Linked DNA regions of Zea mays: all the other regions are linked to region 1. A link is a contact called in public Hi-C data. All regions are on one chromosome and are shown on one strand. Each heading gives the region's core, a stretch centred on a gene start, on an enhancer-like site or on the middle of the called end of the contact. The rest is flanking DNA. Distances are from core to core; before and after follow the strand shown.

Region 1 (3,258 bases), core at 562-3,061:
ACAGCATAAAAAGGATTTTTTTATTCAACATATTCTGGATCATCTCATCTGATTTCAAAGTATTGTACATCTAAGGGAAGTCAAATAGGTGAACTAGAGACCATCAAGATAGAATTGTCAGCAAAATCAAATAGGGAGAGAGAGAGCTAGAAGGTTATGTCATTAAGTTGATACTTGAGCTTGTAATCTTCTCACCTTTATGTTGACCAATCCAACACACATAGTAGTCTCTGTGGCTCAAACATCTCTAAAACGCCCTCATGCAGGCACTCGACTATATATAGTTTTATCGCACATCCAACCTACACCCCGCTCTATTTGTTTTTTCTCTTTTGGATACATTCGGCAACTGTATCGTACTACAACGATATTGTGGGGAGGTTCTCTTCTATCCAAAGAAAAATGTCTTAAGCTATCTTACCCTACAAGTTAAATTTTTTTATGTACTAAAAAGGTCTAGAATTTAGCAACCAATTAAATTTTACACCATGAATTTTGAACGGGATTTAACTCTTGAGTTCGTACAGGAGTGTCAAGCATATTTATCTAAGAAAGAGTCAAACAAAACAAAGTCAAATCTTTATTTTCTCTTAGAATACTTTGTAAAATATGGAATAGAAACCTATTAAGTTTTATGCCTAAACATGTATTTTATCAGTCGGAAGTAGTAAATTTGTTTTTTCATCTAATCAAATATGCTTATTCTTTTTTGGAGAGGAGTAGTTCATAATTTCTCCACCCAACCAAAAAAGAATTTAACTCTACATTTAAACTAATTTAAATTGTACTATCTTCATTCTCGAATATTTATCGTTGACTAATTCATTTTTAAACTAAATCGCGACAAATAAAAAAGAACGGAGGGAGTAGTTGTTAGTATCATTTTTATAAACTTAGTTAAACTTAAAATTCCTTAAAGCTCAGAAAAAACGGCAGGTATATTTTTTTAGGACGACGGAGAGAGTACATCGGTGCACAGAAGCAGTACGGACACTGTACTCGTAGTAAAAAAAATTGTTGTTATTTTCCTCCCAAAGAAACCATTCATGTGGTCGCCTCCTCCTGCGGCAAATAAGGTACTCCGTTGGCATATAATTCATTTTTATACTAAAACGTTATAAATAAAAAAAAAAGAAACGGAGTACTACGTGATACGAGACGTTCCGAAACCGGGCTACGACGAGCGGACGGGCCACCTCAAAAGTGACGAGTATACAAGGCGTGATGGTACGTGCCGTGGTGGGACTCTGGCGCAAAGCGGCGGCAGCTTGGGATGCCTCTGCGCCACTTCATGACCACGCAGGTCGGCAGGTGAGACAAGATGCAGCCCCCTACTGAGCGCCGGTGCGCTGCGGCCTTTTGCAGTGGACGTACGACGAGAATTTGTGTAGTCACGAGCGGTCGCTGTGCACGTAAAGACTGCTGTTTCGACAGAAGCCCATTCGCTGCAACTTTATTACTGTGCCGGTTCAATTGCCCTATAAGCACAATTAGGCGTACCGAATCGCCACTTCTCTTCAGTATAAGCCATCCATGAAGACTTTAGTGCCAAAATACACATACAAAATCGACCGGAGAATGTTCTATGTCAGCCTCAGCTCTCGTACCTTTACAACGAAAACCATGCAGAAACACGCAGCAATATGACCTTTCTTTCTGAATGAAACTAGTTTAACTCTCATGTGCACCTTTCACAGTAGAATTGAGATCTCGGGACCGGCTGCATATCAAGAAAGACAATACACCATTCGATCAGACAGCTCCTTCCCAACAACCTTGACGTATCTGCTCAGTTGCCTTTCTAGCGCATTGAGGTGTCGCCTCTCGATTGGCCCAAAAACTTGCTGAAGGCCCTGAAAGGGAGAGAGTTAACTAAACATATATCATACAGAAATCAGAGCCAGATAATAGAATTACAATTTTCTACTCACAGATTACATGGTTTTACAAATTACGTGGTCCAGATAATTGTTAAACTTGTTACCCAAAAAAATACTAATCTTTTATACATGCTTTTTAGAACAGGCTAATGGAGAAATGGATGTTTAATGACAGAAAAAGCTAGCAAATTTCCTGATAAATACTACAAAAGCAATTTTAGTTCCCCCTGACGATGTGCCCTTATTTCTGCGCACAGATCGCATAGGACCATCATCATCTTTCCGATTTGAGGTCAGATTTTGTGTATGTACCTTAAATTTAACCCTCGAGCCTTTCAGGTCCAGGGTGATGTTGTTTATGTCATTTATCTCGGAACTGCCTTCAGCTGTATCGGGTTTTTCTGAATGAATTGTCTCTTCATCGACCATCATATCTGATTCATAGTTGTCGAAATCTTCATCGTCGTCGTCCTCATCCTCATCGCTGGGAGACTCATGGTGGTCAACTTTTGCTGAAGAGTCATCAGAGGGACCACAAATCTGAGGCTGGGGCACTTCACCTTGCATTGTAGCATAATCAGATAGAACGGAGTATTGACTGGCATCCAGTAGAGGCTTGGCTAAATCATAGCGAACCCACCTGCAATGTTGAGAACTGCAAGTTAAAGAATGAAAGAAGCATGAAATTTAACTATTAAACAGCATTAAGTTTTGCATGAAAGTCTGTGACTTGAGCAGTTGGGTATAGAAACATAAAATAGCTAAACAATAATTTCAATAGTAAAGCTTCAGGTTACCCAGATGAAAGTAAGCTTTCAACGTTTCACTAATCCATTATCTGAATGCAGTGACAGCAGAGGTCTCCTACAAATTACTACTACTCTAGAACAACAAACAATAACCTTATTAAAATAAAGACACCAAAAAAATCCATTTCAACCACATTAGTGAACATACCAGGACATAACTTAGTGTTCCTTTTTTAACTTCAACATGTAAAGTTTGACTATTCTTATGTTCAGTCGATCACATTATACAAGTTATCTATTATGAAATATATAGTGGCAGGGCAAAACAATTACTCATAACGGAGTGGACATAGAAGTTCTGATGGTCGATATGCAGCTTTGTATCTCATCTTATTGCAAGAATGTATATAATAACCGAGATAGTAGTACTGAAGGCTGGGACAGTGCTCCTGTGTCGTCTTGACCCAATCTATCTCCTTCAGAGCAGTATACTTTCCAAGAGATAAGAAAGGAAGGTCAGGATCCCAGAACAAGTACTTGCTTGACAAACATTTAGGAAGGATATCAACTACACCAACAGCCACAAGTTTTCCATCAATCCTGTACTGCTGATGAAAAGACCCAAACCC
Region 2 (3,258 bases), core at 518-3,017, 580 kb after region 1:
GCTGTCTGCAAATGGTTCCACCGCTTGGCTTCGGAGTGCCCAGATATAAACGCTAAGCCTAACGATGGCGTTAGGGGTCAGCTGGTGAAAATAGATACCAAACCTCTTCAGTACCTCCGCAATAATTCCATGTAGAGGGAACCTTAATCCAGCCTTTAGAAAACTTTTGAAAATAACAATCTCATCCTTCTCTGGCTTCGGGGTAGTCTCTTCTCCCCCGAAGCGCAACAGCTTCTTCTGATTTTCAGTAAAAAAGCCTGATTTTACCATCTTGGACAGATCAGCCTTCGAAACAGTAGATTTCCCGAAGTCCAAGTGGCTGGGTTTGCTCGGCATGGCAATGCGGTAATCATCTTCGGGATCAGTTTCCTCAATATCTTCTTCCTCTGCTTCAGCGATTGCTTGTTCTGCATCTTCACTAGGAATCTTTTCCGAAGTCACTAGCCCAGACCGTTGCATGGCTTCGGAAATAGGGACAGTCTCCGAAGTTTCAGTTTCCTCCCCCTCACGTTCAACCCTGGCGGTAGAACGCACTCTGGCCATTTAATTATGAACTTGTGGAACTTTAATACTTTCTTCCTCCGAAGCAGGTTTCAAGCAGGAGCTTCGTTCGATTCCGACAGACAAGCTTCGGCGACGGTTAAAAATTTTGGCAGCAAAACAGTGCAAATAGCAATGAATGCTGTGGTAACTTCACACCTACTCGTCTGTTTATATAGTGCTGCAGGTAAGAAGGCGAAGCGCCAGAATTTTTACACCAGGAGGACACCCGCTTGTACTCGCTGCGCAGTGGACCGCAAAGATCAAACAGTAACTCTGCAAGGTGGGTCCGACACGGGATCGGAAATTGAATCGTTTCTCGGCAACGAGCTCAGGGAAGGTGTTTTTTGGACCTTCGGCTTCCCGAAGCTTAAGAGGCTTTTTTCACGGATCAAGCTCGTTACGAAAAACGATCTAGCGCCGCGAAAGGGGCTACTGTTGGGACCATACTTCGTTGCGCCGAAGGTCCTACACGAAGAAGCAGCTTCGGCTGAAGTCGCCCCCAGGAGACGCCCGAAGGTTCCTTTTTATGGAGCTTCGTCGTTACAAACCGACATAGAGATAGAATGACCTTTTTATCCTTAGAGGTCTGAGTCAACGTTGTAAACTTTTGTAAGGGGCAAAATTGTAATTCGTCACAGGCTGCGTCCTGTGTCTATAAATAGATGAACAGTACCTCTGTACTGTTCACGCGAACCTTTCATTTGCCTTCGCATCACGCTTGGACTTTTGCCTTCTGTCAAGCCTAAGGTACAAATGTAATTCAGTATTATTTATGATGATATAATAAAGAGATATTCATGATGTCATATGATTATGTACGTTACCTTCAATATTTCATATGCTTCTTCTTTTATTTATATATATATATACTGCGATTATGAAGGTACGTCCTTCATGACCTTCGTCTGAAGATCATTATATCCCGAGGGAGATAATGCTTCGAAGGACGAAGGGCATTAACCATTAACATTTTTGTGTTGCCTTGTTTTTAACTCATAGCATTTGAGAACAAGTCGCCAAGGTCAGGGTGCGTCGAGTCACCTTCTGGCCTTCGCCGTGGACGGGTAGGTGGCGAATCGGGCGACGAGCCGTGGTAGGTGCGGTTCCCGCCGGACGCCGGCACGGCGCCTCCGCAATCCTTGACCCTTCCCGAAGTCCGTCCGCCCAGCCACCAAAACACCAACCCGACACCGCTACAACACTGCCATTTTGCCAGAACCAAAACCAACCAAACAGTTCCTTCGCCGATTTAAGCCACGTGACTGCCAATCCGGCCAGGCTCTCCGTGCACTACTTGTCTCCTCCCTCGCTCCGTCCGATGTGCCTGCTGGCACAGCGCCACCTACCACCCTCAGCTCGACCCAACTCCCTCGTCAGTCGTCGCCCCGCGTCGCGTGGTCCTAATTTAAGCCACCAACTGCCGATCAACGGCGCTCGCCCGCCCGCCCGCCCGCCAGCCCGCGCACGCCGCTCGCTCCCCACTCACTGCCATGGGCCTGGCTCGCCGCGCGACGCTCCCGTCGATCCCTGCCGCGCTCCTCTGATAGTCACAGCTAGCCAGGCGGCCCCGCTTGCCGTGTGTCGGGCTCGGCTTGTCCCACGCGCGGGCGCGGAGCGGGTTGTTGGATCAAGCTGACCATGGCGTCGGTCAGGTCGTGCGCGTCCGTGAAGTCCGCCGTGAGGAGTCCTGTCAGTTACAGATCCACGAGGGCCGTGGCGGCCGGCTCGGGAAGGCTGCGCGTACGCTCCTCGTCGCTGCAGGCGCTCGCCGGCTGCGCCAGCGGCGGCGGCGGCTTCGGCTTGCTCGGCAGCGATGATGGGCCGAGGGTCAGGCGGGGCGGGCGGGAGGTCCTCGCCACGTGCAGCGCGAGCTTCGACGGGGTCCGCCCCGCCGTCGTGGCGGGCGCCGCCGCTCAGCCCGGGTCGGCGGCGTTCCCCGAGCGGGCCAAGGTGGTGGCGCTGGTGGCCACCATCATGCTGCTCTGCAACGCCGACCGGGTCGTCATGTCCGTCGCCGTCGTGCCGCTCGCCGCCCAGCACGGATGGTCCAGCTCCTTCGTCGGCATCGTCCAGGTAAGCACCGCGCGGGTCAACTAGCGCAGCCTTGTAAAATCTCTCCTCTCCCTCTCCCGTCTCTGCGCGTCGGCGAAAAAGTAGGAGTGAAAGCAAACGCCCCTTTGTTCTCGACAAGTTTTAGGCAACGTTTGCTGCCCTGTCGCTCAACAACAAAATGTGACGTCTCGGACGATCTGGTCGTGGCTCAACAAAGTCAACCCTGCATCGTCACGTCAACGCCAGACGCCATGAGGCAGCGACTGAAGCAATACATTTTGGAAGCACGCGGAACTGCAATGATGGGAGACGGCCGGTCTGCCAGCTTCATTCTACAGTCTTGCCGTGTGCCACCCAGAGCAGCTGCAAGCCACCAACCCGTCACCAGAACACGATAAATTTGATAATGGAGAATGGTGTTTGCCTTCGCTCCCTTATCACGGGCGATAACGATATATATTTAGCTTGTATTATACTCCAGAATAAAAATGCATACGTAAAGTCAAGGCCATTTTTCTTTTGGAGCAATCCAAATTATGCAGTGAAGGGATGCAACTTGATGGGCATCAAAGTTCCCTGATACAGACAGGATTCAGATTAGATGATTGGGCTGACGAGGAACAGCAAGATTGTACTGGGGGAAAAGATCAATGATTGAAACAG
Region 3 (3,258 bases), core at 325-2,824, 580 kb before region 1:
TCACACAGCCAATTCGAGAGAAATATGCGGCCAAGGCATGGGATGCGGCGTCGTCTGCTCGTGGCCGGAGAACGGGCGGACGCGCTGACCTCGTTGGGCGTGGCCATGGCAGGAATAATAATTATGTAAAGACACAGGGAAGCTTGGCCGCGGTTCATGGCCGATTCTCTCCCGTTCGACGAATGATAAATGTGTCTCCTCAAACATAAAATACATTAAAATACATGAGAATATATTAGAAAAGAAAGAGCGTGCGGTAAATGGCAGTATAATCAATTAGGTGATGTCTATAGTCCCATTTTGCAAAACAAATGTTATAAATGGTATTATTGTGAAGCATTATGTTTGAAGTCCTAAATATGCAATTGTCTCCTTTCCTAACTTGGTGGCGCTATCATTTAAGCAAGGGAGATAATTGGATTTTTGCCACTCACAATGTTGTCTCCTTGTTATAATTAACACTGTGTCTATGAATTGTGGGTCCAGCTGGGTCTATAAAATGTGGGTCTAATGGCAATTTTACAAACCTGTTTCTTGCTGATGGCAAATATCAGAATCTCTCTTTAGCAAGTGTTTGGTGTGGTTATAGTTCATACTGCATACTTTGAAATGAAATAATTTGAACGGAACGGACCAAACGAATGAACTAATAATACATTACAACAAAATGGAATTGAACTAACAACACATGACAGAGTCGAATCGAGGGTAAAATACACATAAATGGATCCGGAAAAATCCGCATGTTGTGAGGGCGTTATGATGGCCACCGAACCTTACACTAAAACACAGTGGGGTCGTACATTATTCTATTTAGAGAGGCTCGATAGGGGAACTACAGCAGGCAATCAAATATTTCAAGAATAACCCCAATCTCCACCAAAAAATTGTAGACATAGAGGTAAGGCCAGTATTTGGGAACGGGTCAAAATGGATTTATTACTGGTAAAAAGTCGCTTATTTTACCTGAACTGTTTCACTGGAAGAAGAGTGGGGGATGTGTGCGGCGCAGACGCAGGACACCGGAGAGACGCCGCCTATGGACGGCAAAGTCGGCAGATCCTCCCAGCGCTTTTATAGAGGAGACCAGATGGATTCTGAAGGTGGGAGATCCGGCCGCCAAGGTTTAGCGAACAGACGAAGGGTTTCCGCGCCCACCGCCCAGGGAGGGCAGGGACTCGGCGAGGTTTTCGGCGAGTAGACGATGCCAACGGGCGGAGCCAAGCCAAGCCAAGCCAACGACTCGGACACTCGGTGAGTTGGTGAGCGCTGGCTGAGTGGCCAAAGCCCAACGGCTGAACGGCGACACGAGGATTCCAATTTTGTCTTTTCTTAAAAAAGAAAAAGGAAAGGTTTAAAGGGAAAAAAAGGAAAAAAGTTGCGACTAGATGCCTGGAGCTCATGGGCCATAGAGCGGCCGAGTGAGCACAGTCCAACGCTCTGATAGGCCGTGCTTGGCTGGGCCTCACCTAGGGCGGGCGACTGTGCGAGTCACGTTGGCACGACATGATGGACTGGTATGTCACACCAACCTCGCCTCGCCTCACACTGGGGAACCGCAAGCACCCACCATTGTCCACAACTCCACATGTCTGACCGAATTTTTTGTTTTTTAGCCCCTTTCGAGTCAAAAATTTACGTTTGGACCCCCGAAAATTTTATTTGCACGTTTGGACCCGAAGCTCGGCGCCACAGCCTGTGGCGCCGAGGTAACACAGCTCGGCGCCACAGCTTGTGGCGCCGAGCTTCGTGACGTGGCAGTCCCGCGTGGCACCTAGCTCGGCGCCACAGATCTTGGCGCCGAGCTAGGAAAAAACCGAAAACTGCCTTCTCTCTGCGCGCGTTTCTTCTCTTTCTACCCATTCGAAATCACCGCCGCCGCCTTCCCCAGGTCCGGCTCGCCGGCGCCCGCCCGCCCCGGCCACGCTCCGGCTCGCCGCCGCGAGCCCCGCCCGAGTTCGCCCGAGCTCGCTCGCCGCCCGAGGTCCGCCCGAGCTCGAGCTCCGCCCGCCCCCGCCACGCTCCGGCCGCTCGAGCTCCACCCGAGCTCGCTAGCCGCCGCCCGCCCACTGCCGCCCCGAGCTCGCTCCCCACGCCGCCTAGTCCCCGCCCACTGCCGCCCCGAGCTCGCTCCCAACGATCGGCCACCGCCCGCTCCGGCCCCGGTAGCTCCCGCAAACACTGCTGTCTAGTATTTTTTTTTAATTTCTTAGTTTGTAAACTAGTAGTAATTAGTTAGGTATACACTTATTTATTGTTTAGTAAATAGTTAGATATTTTATTGTTAGTGTTTATTAAAATAGTTAGCTAGTTTGTTGCGTAGTATATTGTTAGTGTTTAGTAAATTCTTAGTGATTATATAGTTACCATTTTGTTTAGAGCATTGATATTACATGTTTTCTGTGTTGGCAACCATCGTGTTGTCGTTTATTCGCAGGTTCTATAAACATCACTTTACAAGGGAGGTGCTGCCAAATTTTTTACTGACAATTGGTATTTTTTTACGTAGGTGTTCGTCCGACTTGACCTTCTCCACCGTTAGCTGGAGTCGTACGCGTTCTCAGGTATACATAGTTTTCGTACATTATTTATAGATTATGTAATTTCGTTTGATGTGTTCATTTAATATTTACTGTATAGTTATTAGTTAATATATATTTATTACTTAGTAAGTTAGTAGGCTTAAGTATGTAGCCATTATTGAGTTAGTAATCCATTTTTGCAATAGATGGACAGCCTAGTAACACTATACCATGGAGGAAGGGTGGAGATAGATGCTTATGGGAGTGTTACTTTTGATGGTACGAAGATCGTGACCATGTTGTTCGTTGAAAGACCAACTTTTGACCAGCTTTTGGCTCGAGCTTGTGAGGAGATTAGTTGTGACATAAACGACCCTAGAATATCAATTCAGGGTTTGTTGTCCCATATTACATATGGAACAGTTGTCCGACGGTTGATCTCCATTACCTCAGAAGATGATTGGGTGATATATTTAAGAATTGTGAAGACGATGGTTCCACCATGTTTGGATGTGGTTGTTCAAAAGTTACCTGTTAGTCATTGCGGAGGTCCAGTCGGGTTGTCTCCACAAATGCCAAATGCATCTCGTATTGAAGCTCCTTTGGTAGAGCTTCATGAAGAAGTCGTTGTTGTGCCCGATGCTCAATCGGGTCCGCACGAGTATGGGATTTCTCGTCCTATTCCCGGCGTTTGTGGGGCTTCTAATGCGGTGGTACCCCCCCAAGAGATCCCATT

The links. A called contact is a pair of places that touch in the nucleus more often than the background predicts.
Region 2: a contact with region 1 is called in a Hi-C map of leaf, with 3 times the contacts expected there. The contact joins the promoter of LOC100281669 here to the enhancer-like site in region 1. A contact is called at or near these places in 3 of 25 Hi-C or Micro-C datasets (ear, leaf and tassel).
Region 3: a contact with region 1 is called in a Hi-C map of endosperm, with 3 times the contacts expected there. The contact joins the promoter of LOC103635604 here to the enhancer-like site in region 1. A contact is called at or near these places in 2 of 25 Hi-C or Micro-C datasets (ear and endosperm).

The regions. Positions count from the first base shown.
Region 1 is chr8:100,298,749-100,302,006 of Zm-B73-REFERENCE-NAM-5.0, reverse strand. LOC100383012 (putative arginine-tRNA protein transferase family protein) reads right to left here. Exons shown (of 6, transcript NM_001175691.1): 4 at 2,963-3,258; 5 at 2,193-2,520; 6 at 1,476-1,853. The coding sequence ends at 1,728. Among protein-coding and RNA genes, the nearest start is that of LOC100383012, 15 kb to the right of the region's middle. Within about 2 kb of position 1,811, at least 18 of the 20 cell types and tissues checked have an H3K27ac peak or open chromatin away from gene starts, as enhancers often do. A contact at or near this core is called in ear, endosperm, leaf and 1 more, where this site is marked.
Region 2 is chr8:99,715,035-99,718,292 of Zm-B73-REFERENCE-NAM-5.0, reverse strand. It overlaps LOC100281669 (sialin), which reads left to right and starts at 1,767. Exons shown (of 8, transcript NM_001154589.1): 1 at 1,767-2,616. The coding sequence starts at 2,182.
Region 3 is chr8:100,878,535-100,881,792 of Zm-B73-REFERENCE-NAM-5.0, reverse strand. LOC103635604 (cell division protein FtsZ homolog 2-1, chloroplastic) reads right to left here and starts at 1,574. Exons shown (of 8, transcript XM_008658017.3): 1 at 967-1,574.